2 separate regions of the Oryctolagus cuniculus genome follow, and region 2 is linked to region 1. The links are chromatin contacts, called in public Hi-C maps. All regions are on one chromosome and are shown on one strand. Each heading gives the region's core, a stretch centred on a gene start, on an enhancer-like site or on the middle of the called end of the contact. The rest is flanking DNA. Distances are from core to core; before and after follow the strand shown. Region 1 holds the start of MLANA (melan-A). Region 2 has its middle 11 kb from the start of RANBP6.

Evidence for each region. Hi-C and Micro-C count contacts between places; a contact is called where the count stands out from the background.
Region 2: a Hi-C map of liver shows a contact between it and region 1, with 6 times the contacts expected there. The contact joins the enhancer-like site here to the promoter of MLANA in region 1. A contact is called at or near these places in 2 of 6 Hi-C or Micro-C datasets (liver and an unstated tissue).

The regions. Positions count from the first base shown.
Region 1 is chr1:168,566,096-168,573,369 of mOryCun1.1, reverse strand. It overlaps MLANA (melan-A), which reads right to left and starts at 4,062. Exons shown (of 5, transcript XM_002708101.5): 1 at 3,909-4,062; 2 at 2,370-2,471. The coding sequence starts at 2,449.
Region 2 is chr1:168,734,278-168,741,551 of mOryCun1.1, reverse strand. No RefSeq gene overlaps it. Among named protein-coding and RNA genes, the nearest start is that of RANBP6, 11 kb to the right of the region's middle. Within about 2 kb of position 2,676, at least 1 of the 8 cell types and tissues checked has an H3K27ac peak or open chromatin away from gene starts, as enhancers often do.

The DNA of each region.
Region 1 (7,274 bases), core at 2,813-5,312:
TATAGGGTAGTGGCATCTTAACTGGAAGCAAACATGCCCACGCCACAGCCTGCATTTCATCTGAGCTAGAGCTTTTGTGAGAGGAACAAATGAGTGGCCTTTTGCACAGGTATTTTCTGGATTCATCTTTTACGACCTTGCACAAGATCATGGTGTTCCTTCTCTCACAGACTGAAGTAAAGAGCGTCTCGTGGGCTATGGTCATCTGATTGTCCTGCAGACAGCAACATTTCTGCTTATAGAAGGCCAGCTACTCCTACACACAGGTTGAAGGGGTTATTTTTCCCTGCACTCTCTACAAGCCTCACATCTCATTTGCCCTTTAGTGGAGTGCCCCAGAGGTGGACTGAGAGACCAGAGGAGAGGGAGGGAGCTGCTCTTTCTGGTCCACCTCCTGTTTGGGTCAGCATCACTCCAGCCACAGCCTTCCCACCATCAGTCAGTCCTAATCACGAGTCCTTGCTCTAAAAACCAGTTGCATCCTTGCCCTCACCAGCAACAGCACCAGCCCACCAGTGCCTCCACCTCACCTCAGAGGTACATCAGGCACCAGAACCAGCCAAGCAGAAACCCCTACTCAAGGATCTGAGCCAGGTTCTGAGGACCCCCACCCTTCTGTTTATACTCTCCCACCCACCAGGGGTGGAAGCCACATCTCTCAGTTACTAACTTCTTTGTCTTCTTTACCTCCTCAGTCCCAAAGCCTGTTGAATCAATTCCTTATATTGGAGTTCAAGCACCTCGCTTGTTTCTGTCTTCCTAATTAGACCCTGAAGGTAACTCTGTTTAGGCTATGAATGGAACCTGGCTGCTAGGTTCCACAGCTGACACTAAATAGCAAAGAACAGCCCAGTTTTCAGCCTATGAAGCAGACAACCTCCAGCCTCCAGAAAGGAATGGTTCAGAGCCCAGCTTCATGCTGAGATATCTCTGCCCTAGCCTCTCATGGGATAGGTCTGTGCAAATACTGGTCTCCATTGTCCTGCAGCTTGGACCCTGGAGGCAACCAGGTCTGGATTTAAAGTCCAGCACCACCATGTCCAACCACACAGTGCCTGATTTCTCAAAGCCTTTCCTCATTTACAGCACAGCAAGGATGAACCCACCAGGGTGAGTGCCATTATGTGATAGGTAAGAAAAGTGATGTGTGTCCCTTGAAATGAATGGTCTAGCCTCTCTTTCATCTCCCCTTCTTTTGTTGGTGAGACATGAAGGTGATGGCACATCACCTTCAACCATGTAGGCAAAGGCAATATCCAAGAGCAGTAACTGAACAGAAGGCAACTGATGAGCCCTTGGACGTTTTAAACAATTACATGAGAGATAAGTAGAATTAAATGTAAAGGGTGTGTTGGGCCACCACACAGAAGCTGAAACAGTGCACCGTACACACAGCACATCTTTGCTCTTGGGACATTTTGCCAGAAGGCATCGGCCACCCCCAACCCCACTGACCACACAGCGTATTAGAGAATCCCCTGGGGTCCTCTGAGCAGGTACTCCCAGCATGATGTCCTCCTCAGCACCTCTGATGGGTTCCACATCTTATTTGTCCCTGCTTCTCACTTCCTATAAGATTGCTCACCAACTCTTTCCAAAGGGAGAGCAGGTTTACAGCAAGTTCTGAACAGAGCACAGACAAGATGTTCCAAAAGACAGTTCCTTGCTGTCCTGTTGGGGTTCACACTCAGAGGGCGGAGAGGACATGCAGAGTGTGCCCCTGCATCCTTGGTGTTCCCGTTACAGCAATTACATCTCCTGGGATTATCCTCAGGCCTAATTTTCCCACTGGATCATGTCTTGGACCAGTATACAACACTTAGCACTTAGAAATGCTTCATCATGCAAATGCTAATTTCTAATTAACTCGTAATATCAAACTGCTTTTTTTTTTTTTTTTTTTTTTTTCAGATAGAATTACGAACACCATCTTCATCCTGGCGTCAGTCTGCAGAGGGAGTCACTCTCATCTGCCCTTCATCCTCACTGGTTCTTTGGCAACACATTTCATGGTCTGCAAATCTCCTTTAGGAGCCTGAGCAGAATAGACAGGACAAAGCTTGAGTAAAGATTCGTCTGCATACAAGACAGCTATGTTCCAGGTTAAGAACCTACAACAAAGACCCAGAAGCCAAGAATGCAGACAAAGTGGGTAAGATCCAACTTTTTACCATTCTTGTCTTCTTGCTTGTTTGGCCTCTGAGGAGCCTGAGTGAGCCCCTGGGGCCTCCTCACCTTGTTTCCAGACCTTTTGCTGTCTGTGGAGACAGAACACTAAGGAGACTTGCTAGGTAGTCACGTGCTGGGGGAAGTCAGCTGTGTCAGCAAACAGCAAACTGAGAACCCCTCTGGGTCTGGGTTGAACTTACTCTTCAACTGTGATGTAGGAGTGGCCGTGCCCCTTCTTGGGGTAACCATAGATGAAGTGAGCCTCTTTTCTTGGCATCATGAAAGGTCAGGGCACAGGACACCTATCAGAAGGGGCACATGAGCATTATTTAGTGCATCCAAAACGTTCTTGCCGGCCATGTCATAGAGTCCCACCAATAACATTCTCACCAGGGGACAACCACACTCAGGTTTCTCTACAAAAGGATTTGCACCTGCTTCATTCCTTGCTAGCACAAGCTTCAGAAACAGCTTGGGTTTCTTACCTTTCCCACTAATGAAAAACTTGAAGAAGAAACTACGAATGGAAACACAGGACTTTCAAATTGAGTTATTATTTGGGGAAAAATATCCATTTACCTTCAGTTTGACTCTATACCATAAACTTGTAGAACAACAAGTGATACACTGTTTTTTATTCATTCTCTACCTTCTCTGACCCAGGGCAGTGGTTAACAAAATAAGAGGAGTTATTTCTCTCCAAAGTTATCATCTCATATTTATCTCAGAACAAGCAGAGGCCTATGATAGCATAATCTCTGTTTCCCAGAGCACCTTATGCTTGAATCTCACCATGGGTGTGTGAGCCAGGCAGCCAAGCACAGCATCTTTCAATCCCACTTTTCAACAAAGAAACCAGCCCCGGGCAGGTGCCTCGGCTTGTCCATGAGCATTTCACCCAAAATCAGCTCCAGAAGCCTAGGACCTGCTTATGCCTAACAATTTGTTTTCCCTCCCACTTTGATCAAGTTCTGCTCTTCTATAGTTCAAGTTTCGTAGCTATGATTTTTTAATTAACTATAATACATGCAGATGAACAAAACAAAAGCTCATGAACTGCAGTGGCTATGATGAACGTGTACTCATTAAAAGCCATCCATGGAAGCCCTATCACTCTGGTGGATTTCGAAGGTCTGAGCCCCATAGAGCTACATCACCCAACTTCAATTTCAAACCCCAGGGAGGAGTAGAAGAGCAGAGTGGGGATTTCACCAGGCAACTCCTTTCCACTGGGGGTGGAGGTGGGGGCATTTTTTTTACATGCAATTTGTCCTTCCTAGTTGTAAAAAAGAAAGTTGAACTCACTGATGCTCTCAAGTAAATTCTCCAAGAGTGAGCTCTATGCCCAAAATTACAGACAAGAAACTCAGTTATGCATTAAATTGTTTTCGTCCATCTATACCTTAAGCTCAGAGCCCTGGCAGATGATACAGAGACAGCAAATGCGCCTTGTTACACTCAAAGCAAGAGCAGCAGCCACGGGAGAGTATGCCGAACTCCAGCAGGAGTCTTCTCACCAGCTGCCTGCCACCCTGAATAATTGCTATGCTTCTTGGCAGTCCCAGAGGGCCCAGAGAGGGTTAGAAGTTGGAGGATGACAAACGTCGCAGGGGAATTCTGTTGACAATTGAGTATCAGAGAGGCCATGAGGAAGTGCGGCAGGGTCCACCAGAATCCCCCACCCCTGCTCTGGATCTACAGGACTACAATTCTGGTGAGAAGGCGACGCACACCCTTACCTTCCAGGATGAGCCAGTTCTCTTCTGCCAGCCGCCCGTGTCTGTGAAGACTGCTTCTCTGCCTCTTAATCTTCTTCACTTTTTCGTGGTCTCAAGTCCCGTGATAGTCATGGGTTTGGATTCCCGACAGAGTTGACTGTGATTGCTTAATTGGCATGAAAGAAACCGAATTAATTCCTCCCTTGGGGGGCAGGGGGGTGGGGAACAGCTCACTGTGGCTTCTGTTTACCATAATCCCAGAGCTTTATCCTAGGGAAGTCATTTATTTTAAATGCCGGTCGCTCCTGCACAGAGCTGCTGTATTAAATACAGAATGGCCAGCTAAATTTGAATTTCAGATAAACAATGAATGCATTTTTAGTATAACTATGTCCCGTGCAATATTTTTGTGCTAAAAATGCATGAGACACCCTTACATTAACATATTTATATATATTTGTTTCATTTGTCTGAAACCCAGAGTTAGCTGGGTGCTCAACATTCTTCCTCATCTTCTCCTCAAGGAGTAGAAGAACCCTGGGGCTCAGATACAGAGATTGCCTAGTCCTGCATTCTCATGACCACAAAGAGGCAACGGAAGATTCCTAAAACCTCGTAAACTTAGCTCCCTGAGTTCTTTGTGTTACCCACTAGGGACCGTGAGTTTTCACGCATTTGCAAGGGGCCAGTGAAATTTCCTTCTTGAAGGTTGAGTACAACCTACTTACAGTCTAACTGAAACCAGGGCTGGCTTTACTTAGCATTGTAAGCTACCCTGGGCATCAAAGGTGTACAGCCCAGAGGCACTGCAGTGAGGCACAGTGGTCACCCTTGCTTCACAGCTCACCCTAACCATTGTGGGCAAGCAAAGTAAAGCAAAAATCCACCAGAATTCAGGAGTATAAGTGAGAGTCCTCAACAACTGAGGACTTAGACTAAATGACCACAAAGATCTCCTTCCCCATAACATCCAAGGGCTCCATTCCTTTCAGATCCTGACTTTGATCAACCAACAGAAGTCATCAGTGGAAACAGGAGAAACAAAACAGAGAAAGAGGAGTTGGGTCTTATCAGGTGAAACTGAGAGAGTCTTCATGAAAAGGAGGGAAAATGTAAACTGAGATCTGAATGACAAGGAGTTGGCTATGAGGAGGTAGAGGAAGAACATTTCAAATATGGAAACAACCAGCGCAAGGCCTTGAGGCCAAACAATAGAGCGTGACGTGGTCAGGGTCCCCAGAACTGAGGATGGCCCAGAGATTCTGTGCAAAGGCTGGGAAGGACACAAGGCCCTGGTGTCATATCACATCCAGTGCAACTCCATCCCGAACATCAGGATTATGCCGGGTAACTCCCTGAAAGCCCTAGTGGTGAGTGCTGGTGTCCGCCGAAGGCTGTGGTTCCAAGTTGAGAAGCCCACAGTTTGCACTAAGCTGCCTTCTATACCTACCATGGCTCTGGACGATGTGAGCAAGACCACAGAGAGGGTGAGTGGAGCTGGCCTGCACCTCAGGGCAAAGTGAAGTGCCTGGGCCTCGCTCAAGGCTATGGTAGCTGAGCTGAGCTGGGGGCCTCGGTAACTCAAGACCAGACCCAGCATGCTGGGGACACCACGACCTCTCTGGGTATGCACTCTCAAGCTTGTTTGTCCTTTGAAACTTAAGATGTGAGTCCCAGGCAGATCCCATTCAGGCCTCTCTTCAGGTGGCTGAGTGGTTTGCAGCTTCTGAGGTGGCTGGGATAAGCTGGGTGTAGCTTCATCAAATAAGGCTTCCAGGGAATCTCAACCTGAAAATCTCACATCTGATTTCCTGGGAGCCTCCTAGAATTTCCCTCTGGCTAGTCACTGTCCCTCAATGGCCACCCCAGGGCCAGGTCCTCCCCGTGACTGCCTTTCCTTCCCTAGCCTCAGGCTAACAGGAGGCACTCTGGTCCAAACTGCCAGCAGTTTATCTGTTCAATCTATGTAGCCTTGGGTAAGCCTCGGAGCATACATCTAAGAGAGGCCTTGTAGTGTCGGCCTCCTGTGTTCACTGTGGGAGGAGATAATGCTTGTGAATTGATTGATGTGGCATCGGGTGCAGAGCATGCTTGGCACCAACAGTGTGGCCCATAGCTAGGAAGCTGTTTCCCGCTATCCCTTTGACCCAGCACAGAGGTGCTGCAGCCCCTTTCCCTGCCCTTGCTCTTGCCCCTGAGTCTGAACTTGGCACCTGCTACACCTTGCCGGCCACTGACTGGTTCTCTTCTGCCACCTAGTGGGAAGTGGTCCCTTGCAACACAGGCCTGCATCCTGGGGATGGCTCTGATTTTTTTCAAAACTCAGGGCCAGAATCCTGTTTCCTCATCCTCCTGAGGCACTGAAAATGATGAACCTTTGCTTTCTCAGACACCCTAAAGACGTTACTACAAACAGGGCTTCGTGCTGCTGCCCTTTTGTAGGAAGAGGTGGTTGTTCGGAAGGCAGAGAAGTCTTCCTAGTGGTAGCAGTTTCAGAAGCAGGGCTGGGAGAGGGCCAGTGCTGTGTTCTCCAGGACTCCTGCTGGAGATTGTGGAAGCCTGCCAGGAGCTCCCTGCTCACTTCCATGGGTAAGCTCCTACCACTTACCCATGACCTGTTGTTAGGGTCACGTCTGCCACACCCACTGGTTCTGGAGTTCCAGGAAGATAGCGGTTGCATTTCTGTCTCTCCTTGCCTTGAACCATGGCTGGTACATGGTACAAACTCAGTGGCCTCAACTGTTGCTCAAATCTCAACTCCAGTGACTTAAACAAATGTTAGTTATTTTAAAGAGTTACGGAGAAAGAGGAGAGACACACAGAGATCTTCCATCCACTGGTATACTCCCCAGATGGCTACAATGGCCAGAGTTGGGCCAGGCCAAAGCCAGGAGCCAGGAGCTTTGTCTGGATCTCCCACATGGGTGGCAGGGGCCCAAACACTTGACCATTTTATGCTGCTTTCCTAGGAGCATTAGTAGGGAGCTAGATCGGCAGTAGAGCAACCACGACTCAAACCAGCACCTATATGGGATGCTGGCATCACAGGCAGAGGCTTTACCCACCATGCCACAGTGCCAGCCCCATTTACTTCTTTTAAAAAAAGATTTATTATAGTGACTTTATAAGAAGCACCATTTTCAGAGAAAGTGGGATGATATTTCAGCATAAGGATAATTGTTGGCTTCAGTATATTTTCCTGTTTTCCATTTTGAAAGAAATCCTCCTCTGCCAGCCCAACCACCATCACCCAAAGACTCTCTCTCTCTCTCTCAGCAAGTATTGCTCTAAAGACTCAGTGGGGGGTTCAGGATGGGAAAGGGCTTACTCACTGCTCACTGCACTTCAACAGCTCCAACCGAGCTCCAGTACAGCACAGAGAGGGAG
Region 2 (7,274 bases), core at 1,427-3,926, 170 kb before region 1:
TAGAAACACAAAGTGAAATATACTGTTTGAGTACTCGTTATAGCATTAAATCTCAATGCACAGCACATTAAGGACAGAGATCCTACATGAGGAGTAAGTGCACAGTGACTCCTGTTGTTGACTTTACAAATTGACACTCCTGTCTATGGCATCAGTAATCTCCCTATGCTCCAGTCATAAGTTTCCAAGGCTATGGAAGCCCTCTGAGTTCTCCGACTCTTATCTTGTTTAGACAAGGTCATAGTCAAAGTGGAGGTTCTCTCCTCCCTTCAGAGAAAGGTACCTCCTTCTTTGAAGACCTGTTCTTTCCACTGGGATCTCACTCACAGAGATCTTTTGCCAGAGTGTCTTGGCTTTCCATGCCTGAAATACTCTCATGGGCTTTTCAGCCAGATCCACGTGCCTTAAGGGCTGATTCTGAGGCCAGAGTGCTGTTTAGGACATCCGCCATTCTATGAGTCTGCTGAGTATCTCGCTTCCCATGTTGGATCACTCTCCCCTTTATTTATTCTATCGGTTAGTGTTAGCAGGTACTAGACTTGTTTATGTGCTCCCTTTGACTCTTAGTCCTTTCATTATGATCAATTGTGAACTGAAATTGATCACTTGGAATAGTGAGATGGCATTGGTACATGCCACCTTGATGGGATTAAATTGGAATCCCCTGGTATGTTTCTAACTCTACCATTTGGGGCAAGTCAGCTTGAGCATGTCCCAAATTGTACATCTCTTCCCTCTCTTATTCCTACTCTTATGTTTAACAGGGATCACATTTCAGTTAATTTTCAACACTTAAGAATAACTGTGTATTAATTACAGAATTAAACCAGTCATATTAAGTAGAACAGACAAAAAACTACTAAGAGGGATAATGTATTAAGTTGTTCATTAACAGTCAGGGCTATGCTGATCAAGTCACCGTTTCCCATAGTGTCCATTTCACTTCAACAGGTTTCCTTTTTGGTGTTCAGTCAGTTGTCACCGATCAGGGAGAACATATGGTATTTGTCCCTTTGGGACTGGCTTATTTCACTCAGCATTCCTCAGTGAGGTTTCTATCCTCCAGAGGTTTTCTCAGGTAGCTGATTTGCATATCTGAACAGAGCTAGGGAGCTGATATTCCCTTTTGTCTTGAGAGCCCACTAAAGTGCTGGAGCCACGGTCTATAAGTATCTTACATTTTTTTTAGGGTCTTTCTTTCTTTCTTTCTTTCTGTCTGTCTGTCTTTCTTTCTTTTTGAAAGGCAGAGTAGACGTGAGAGAGAGAGAGACAGAGAGAAAGGTCTTCCTTTTCCGTTGGTTCATCCCACAATGGCCGCTGCAGCCGGCACACTGAGCTGAGCCAGGAGCACCAGGAGCACCAGGAGCCAGGTGCTTCTCCTAGTCTCCCATGGGGTGCAGGGCCCAAGCACTTGGGCCATCCTCCACTGCACTCCCTGGCCGCAGCAGAGAGCTGGACTGGAAGAGGAGCAACCGGGACAGAATCTGGCGCCCTGACAGGGACTAGAACCCTGTGTGCCGGCACCACAAGGCGGAGGATTAGCCTACTGAGCCATGGTGCCAGCAATATCTTACCTTTTTTTGTGAAATAAAGGCAGTTTAAATCATAAATTTAAACTGAGACTATACCACACATGGAAATTTTCATTATTTATTTTCATTATGCACAGTCTTGGTTTTTTTAAAGGCCTTTAGCTTCTGTAAAAAAAAAAGTTCATATTTATTTTTAGTTGTATAAATAAGGATTCAGAAGTATTTATATTATATTCAATATTGTTGAGAACATGTAAAATTTGGGGGATATGTAATTAATCTGATTCCTTTCTTAGGCTACTCGATTAGGCTACTCCAATAGACTGAATCCAGTAGAATAATTTGAATATGGAAATGCTAAATTTTAATCTTTAATTTTAATCATTAATTGAACTTTAATCTTCCAGATTTCTTCCACCTTTCTCTGCCTCCTCTTGAAACTGAATCCATATAATGTAAGAGCAGGAGCCAGCCTCTTGTCTATCTCCCTCAGCCCAAGGTGTCCTTGCCTGTCCTTTATCAAAAGTAATTCACTGATTTGAAATAGTGCTCCAGCTGGCCTGACAAGGTTCTAATACTGGACTCAAGAAGTCATTTGCTTCTCCATAGATAAGAACCTTGATGGCCAGTGTTGTCTGGGGCAGTTTGTGTAGGGAAATTCCAGGTCCAGGCAGAATGCAACTGCCATCTTCCCATAACCCCCAGACCAGCTGGAGACTTCCTGGCCACCATAAATTCCCTAAAGAGCATGGCATCACCAACCAAACCATCGGGATGTCACACGCACCATGGATCAACCAGGAACTTGGACATGAGCTTATCATGCACCTCTCATCCTCAATTTCAATCTGTAAGAACCATCACCCCTAACTCCTCAGGGAGCCTGAGAATCGAGCAATAGCTGCCCAGATCCTTGCTCTGAATTTTGCAATAGATACCTCTTTTCTTCCACCATTCTGATCTCAGTGATTGGCTTTCTGCCCGTCAGGCTATTGGACCTGGTTTACAGGGTCTTTAGCAACACCTCCAGCACAGCACAAGTGAGATATAGACCTCAAATCCTTGAAGTGCATTCTAGACCACATCCTATCAATGAGTAGCTATACTGGGTGTTCCCTGGTGAGTGATGAAGCGTAACGGGTTGCAGAAGGCTGTAATGGAGTATGTCAGAATGGTGTCTCTTAACTTAATCAGATCCAGCTGATGCTCCCCTAGATGACTCAGATTTCCTGTGGCTCCCAACAGCTAGATGCTGACAAATCCTGTAAGAGCCTGCCTTTGTCCTATTCAGCGCTGACCTATGATGCGCACCAAAGCTGGGTCATCTGTTACCACAGCTGACCCCATGGAAAGCCCACCTTCCTGCACCATTTCAGGAAAATGCAGGAACTTCCCATTTTTGCTGCCTAGGCAAAAGTGCCAAGGGCAGCTCAAGAAAGTGCAATCAGGCGGTACAGCAGAGCTTGGCTATAGTTGCTCCACGTTGGTACAGGAGCTCCCCCTGGAGTCCCAAGTGTGGAATGAGGCCGAGCTCTCCATCATGAAGGCTCCCCTTGTAGCCAAAGTTCAGGGAAGGGGGACTTGGCCACTTGATCCTCACCACTCATCTCTTCTCAACCTGTCTCCATTCTTCTACCTTATATTTCCTTGGAACTAGAAGCAGCGGCATTCAGGCTTTCCACTTTGTTTAAGTTGTAGCCTCCTTTAGGACTCCAAGCTCATGACCAAACCATACCAGTTGACAGGGTATGAGAGAAAAAAATAATCTGCTTACCAATGAAATGACATAAACTACTACATTACTAATTGATTTATAGGCATGCTTTGGTTTCAATAAAAATACACTGCATTATCATTAATAGTTTTTTGTATTCAAAATAGACTACGACTTTTATATTGACAGAGTACATTGTGATTCCTACTTGTCCTTGTGAAACTAAAAAAGAAACATCTTCTTTTATAAAGTAAAAAAAAAAAATGAGGCTTTTCTGAATGCTAAAAAGATTGACTTAAAGATATTCTTGGCCGGCGCCGAGGCACAATAGGCTAATCCTCCACCTACCGCGCCGGCACAGCAGGTTCTAGTCCCGGTCGGGGCGCCGGATTCTGTCCCGGTTGCTCCTCTTCCTGTCCAGCTCTCTGCTGTGGCCAGGGAGTGCAGTGGAGGATGACCCAAGTCCTTGGGCCCTGCACTGCATGGGAGACCAGGAGAAGCACCTGGCTCCTGGCTTCGGATCAGCTCAGTGCGCTGGCCACAGCCGCCATTGGGGGGTGAACCAATGGAAAGGGAAGACCTTTCTCTCTGTCTCTCTCTCTCACTGTCCACTCTGCCTGTCAAAAAAAAATATTCTTTTTCTATTGTGGTTAAAGCAGAGATAGAGCAAATTTATTTTCATTTAATTTTTTTCAGAAATATTGAATCTCCTAGAAATACATTGATAATACTGGGAGGCTCCTTTTTGGTGAGTGGACACAAAACAGATTTTTCAAAACAAATATCTTTTTTAAAGATTTATTTCATTTATTTGAAGACAGAGTTACAGAGAGAGGTAGAGCCAGATAGAGAGGTCTTCCATCCTCTGATTCACTCCCCAGATGGCCACAATGGCTGGAGCTGGGCTGATCCAAAGCCAGGAACCAGGAGCTTCTTCTGGGTCTCCCATGCGGGTGCAGGGGCCCAAGAACTTGGGCCATCTTCTACTGCTTTCCCAGGCCACAGCAGAGAGCTGGATCAGAAGAGGAGCAGCTGGGACTAGAACCTGCGCCCAGGCCAGGGCTTTAACCTGCTGCGCCACAGCACCAGCCCTGTCAAAACAAATATCTTAAAGTAGCACATAGTTAATAAAAATAAACTAGGTCACTCTCTCTCCATCTCTCTCTCTATTTGAAAGACAGAGCTACAGAGAGGCAGAGGCAGAGAGAGAGAGAGGTCCTCCATCTACTGATTCACTCCCCAAATGGCCACACCAGCCACAGCTGGGCCAATCTGAAGCCAAGAGCTGGGAGCTTCTTCTGGTCTCCCAGGCATGTGCAGGGAGCCAAAGACTTGGGCCATCTTTTTCTGCTTTCCCAGGACATAGCAGAGAGCCGGATCAGAAGTAAGCATCTGGGACTCGAATCAGCACCCATATGGGATGCTGGCACAGCAGGCAGCGGCTTCGCCCGCCGCCCCACAGCCACCGCCCCCCATCTATTCTTTTTAAAACTGATAAGATTAGTAAAGATAAGAATAAAGACCAGGTTTCTTCCTCCCCACTTGTACCTAAAAATGCTAGAGAATCTCTTTCCCAAGACTTGGTTTTTTGTTCTCTTACCAGTCCCATTACCCCCAATTAATTCACCACAAATAAAAAGCCAGGAAAGCTTAATTGTCCCCAAAAGTAGTCTTTAGTTCTGATTGAAAAAAAATGATGCAAAGCCTTTTTCTCACCAAAAAAAAAAAAAAAAAAAAAAAAAGGTCAAATCTAAATGACATTCACTCAGTATTACATCTTCCTCCAACACACTGCTTTCTTATACCTTACAACCTGTTCCACTTCAGTGTTTAACCTTCTCTTCCATTAATTCTGTAGCTTGGTGTGTATTCTCACACACCTGATTCTGAACATCAGAAATTCAGCCCTTTAATGTTTTTTTATATATGTTCATTTTCTTGTTTTAATGAAATTTTTCAAATAATATAGAGATTGTATAAGGAATCTCCATTTACCTCCCATCCTGCTTTAACAGTTATCACATGGTCATCTGATCTCATCTATACTACTGTCCACTTCCCCAACACAGCCTTCACTCTTGGATTCTTTTGAAGTGAATTGTTTCATCTGTAGGTATATGTTGCTTTTGCCAATTTGACTAGTTCAGTTTTTGTTTGTGCCTTGGGTTCTTTGTGCAGTGTTCACAATCTGATTATCAGTTGCTGTTCAAAAGTTGGGTCTTCTAATTTTGAACTTCCATATGCATCTCATCATTACCGCAGCTAGCTGAATTCGGGGCAAGTGAAGTCTGAAAGCTACATACAAACACTCAGAATGGAGCTAACGGGAAAAACAAAACCCTGACAAACAAGCAAGAATAATAGTAACATAGTGAGCCATCTCTGTGCTGAAGATAACCCATGACATTGTGTAGAATAAATGTCAGGTTGGCTAACAGGTCCTCAAAACCTTGAAATAGTTAAACCCACTAGTAGTCACACTTTATGTGCCTGACCATAATATTTTAGTTAATGGATTTGTGTTTTACCTGCTAGGAATTTGTAACTGTCACGATTAAGACTGCCATTAACTTTCTGTGGCCACATCAGGGCTTCGTTCCCAAACTTTCCTAAGCTTGTTCAGTCAGTTTGCATTACTTTTCAAGCAATAGCACCACCCTGTGGGTAAGATTTAAAATATTTTCTCTGACACATGCAACTTAACATCTTTCAGCATTCTGAGCAAGCCAGTTAACTCTTAACCATTAACAGAATGGTGAGGTTTTAGATCCTCTCAGATTAATGTTTTTAGATTATAAACTGAAATATATAGAACTACAAGGAAGTGAATTATATGAAACTACTACTGTGGCCTGATATCCACACACTCCAGTAAGGAAACCATAATAGGCTCAGAAAATGAAATTGCAGTTGCTTCAGAAGCAACTCCTCTGTAATCTTCTTATAATAAAGAATCATTACTGTGGTTGAATTTGCATATAGGGCTTCCAGAATTTCATAATGGTTTTGGCTTCAGCTCTACGAATAAGAATTTATCTTACATGCTTTGTAAGAAAGGAGACATTACTGGAGAAAGAATGGGAGTCCCTGTGCAAAAAAAAAAATGGTTTATTTCATGAAGAAATATTGTTTTTTTTTTTTATCAAGTTCATTTAAGTACTTGAAATTTGGATATACTTGCCAAGAAGAAAGGACAGATTTCAAGAGGTACTGCTAGAAATGTGGTCTACTAGAACAAGGTTTTAACTTGCATGCTTTTATGAAGCCTACAAAGTGGGACAAACAGCTAACGCTGTTGTTCAGCCCTGCTGGGTAATTTCTGCTACAGGGTCTCGGAGGACTAATGAAATAGCTCAAGGTACCACTAGAAAGCTCTGTGAGGACTTTGTTGTCTGCCAGGTGAGATGAGGTATTAAACTGCAGCTCCTTGGAATGAGAACTCAAGAAAGAGGCTGGAAGTGCAGGAAGGAAGACAGTTAATGTTCCAGATCTTAGATTGTAAGTAAATAGCAATAATAAAGGCTTAGCAAATATTTTTCTGGGTAGATTGAAGGATTGCATTTCGCCCTGTTGTAGTGGAAGGGGCCTTATGATTGATGCCAGATAGGTGTCTGCAGGAATGATACTGATGTTCTGGATCAAGCATTTAATTTGCAGTGCCGGACCCTCCAGAATTCTTTCCTTTTTAAAAAAAAAAGAATTATTTTATTTATTTGCAAGACAGAGTTACAGGGAGAAGTAGAGCCAGAGAGAGAGAGGTCTTCCATTCCGCTGGTTCACTCTCCAAATGACCGCAACAGCCAGAGCTGAGCTGATCTGAAGACAGGAGCCAGGAGCTTCTTTAGGGTCTCCCATGCAGGTACAGGGGCCCAAGGACTTGGGCCATCCTCCACTGCTTTCCCAGGCAATAGCAGAGAGCTGGATTGGAAGTGGAGCAGCCGGGACTCGAACTGACGCCCATATGGGATGCCAACGTTGCAGGCTGGAGCTTTACTCTGCTGCGCCGCAGCACTGGCCTCTGGCATTCT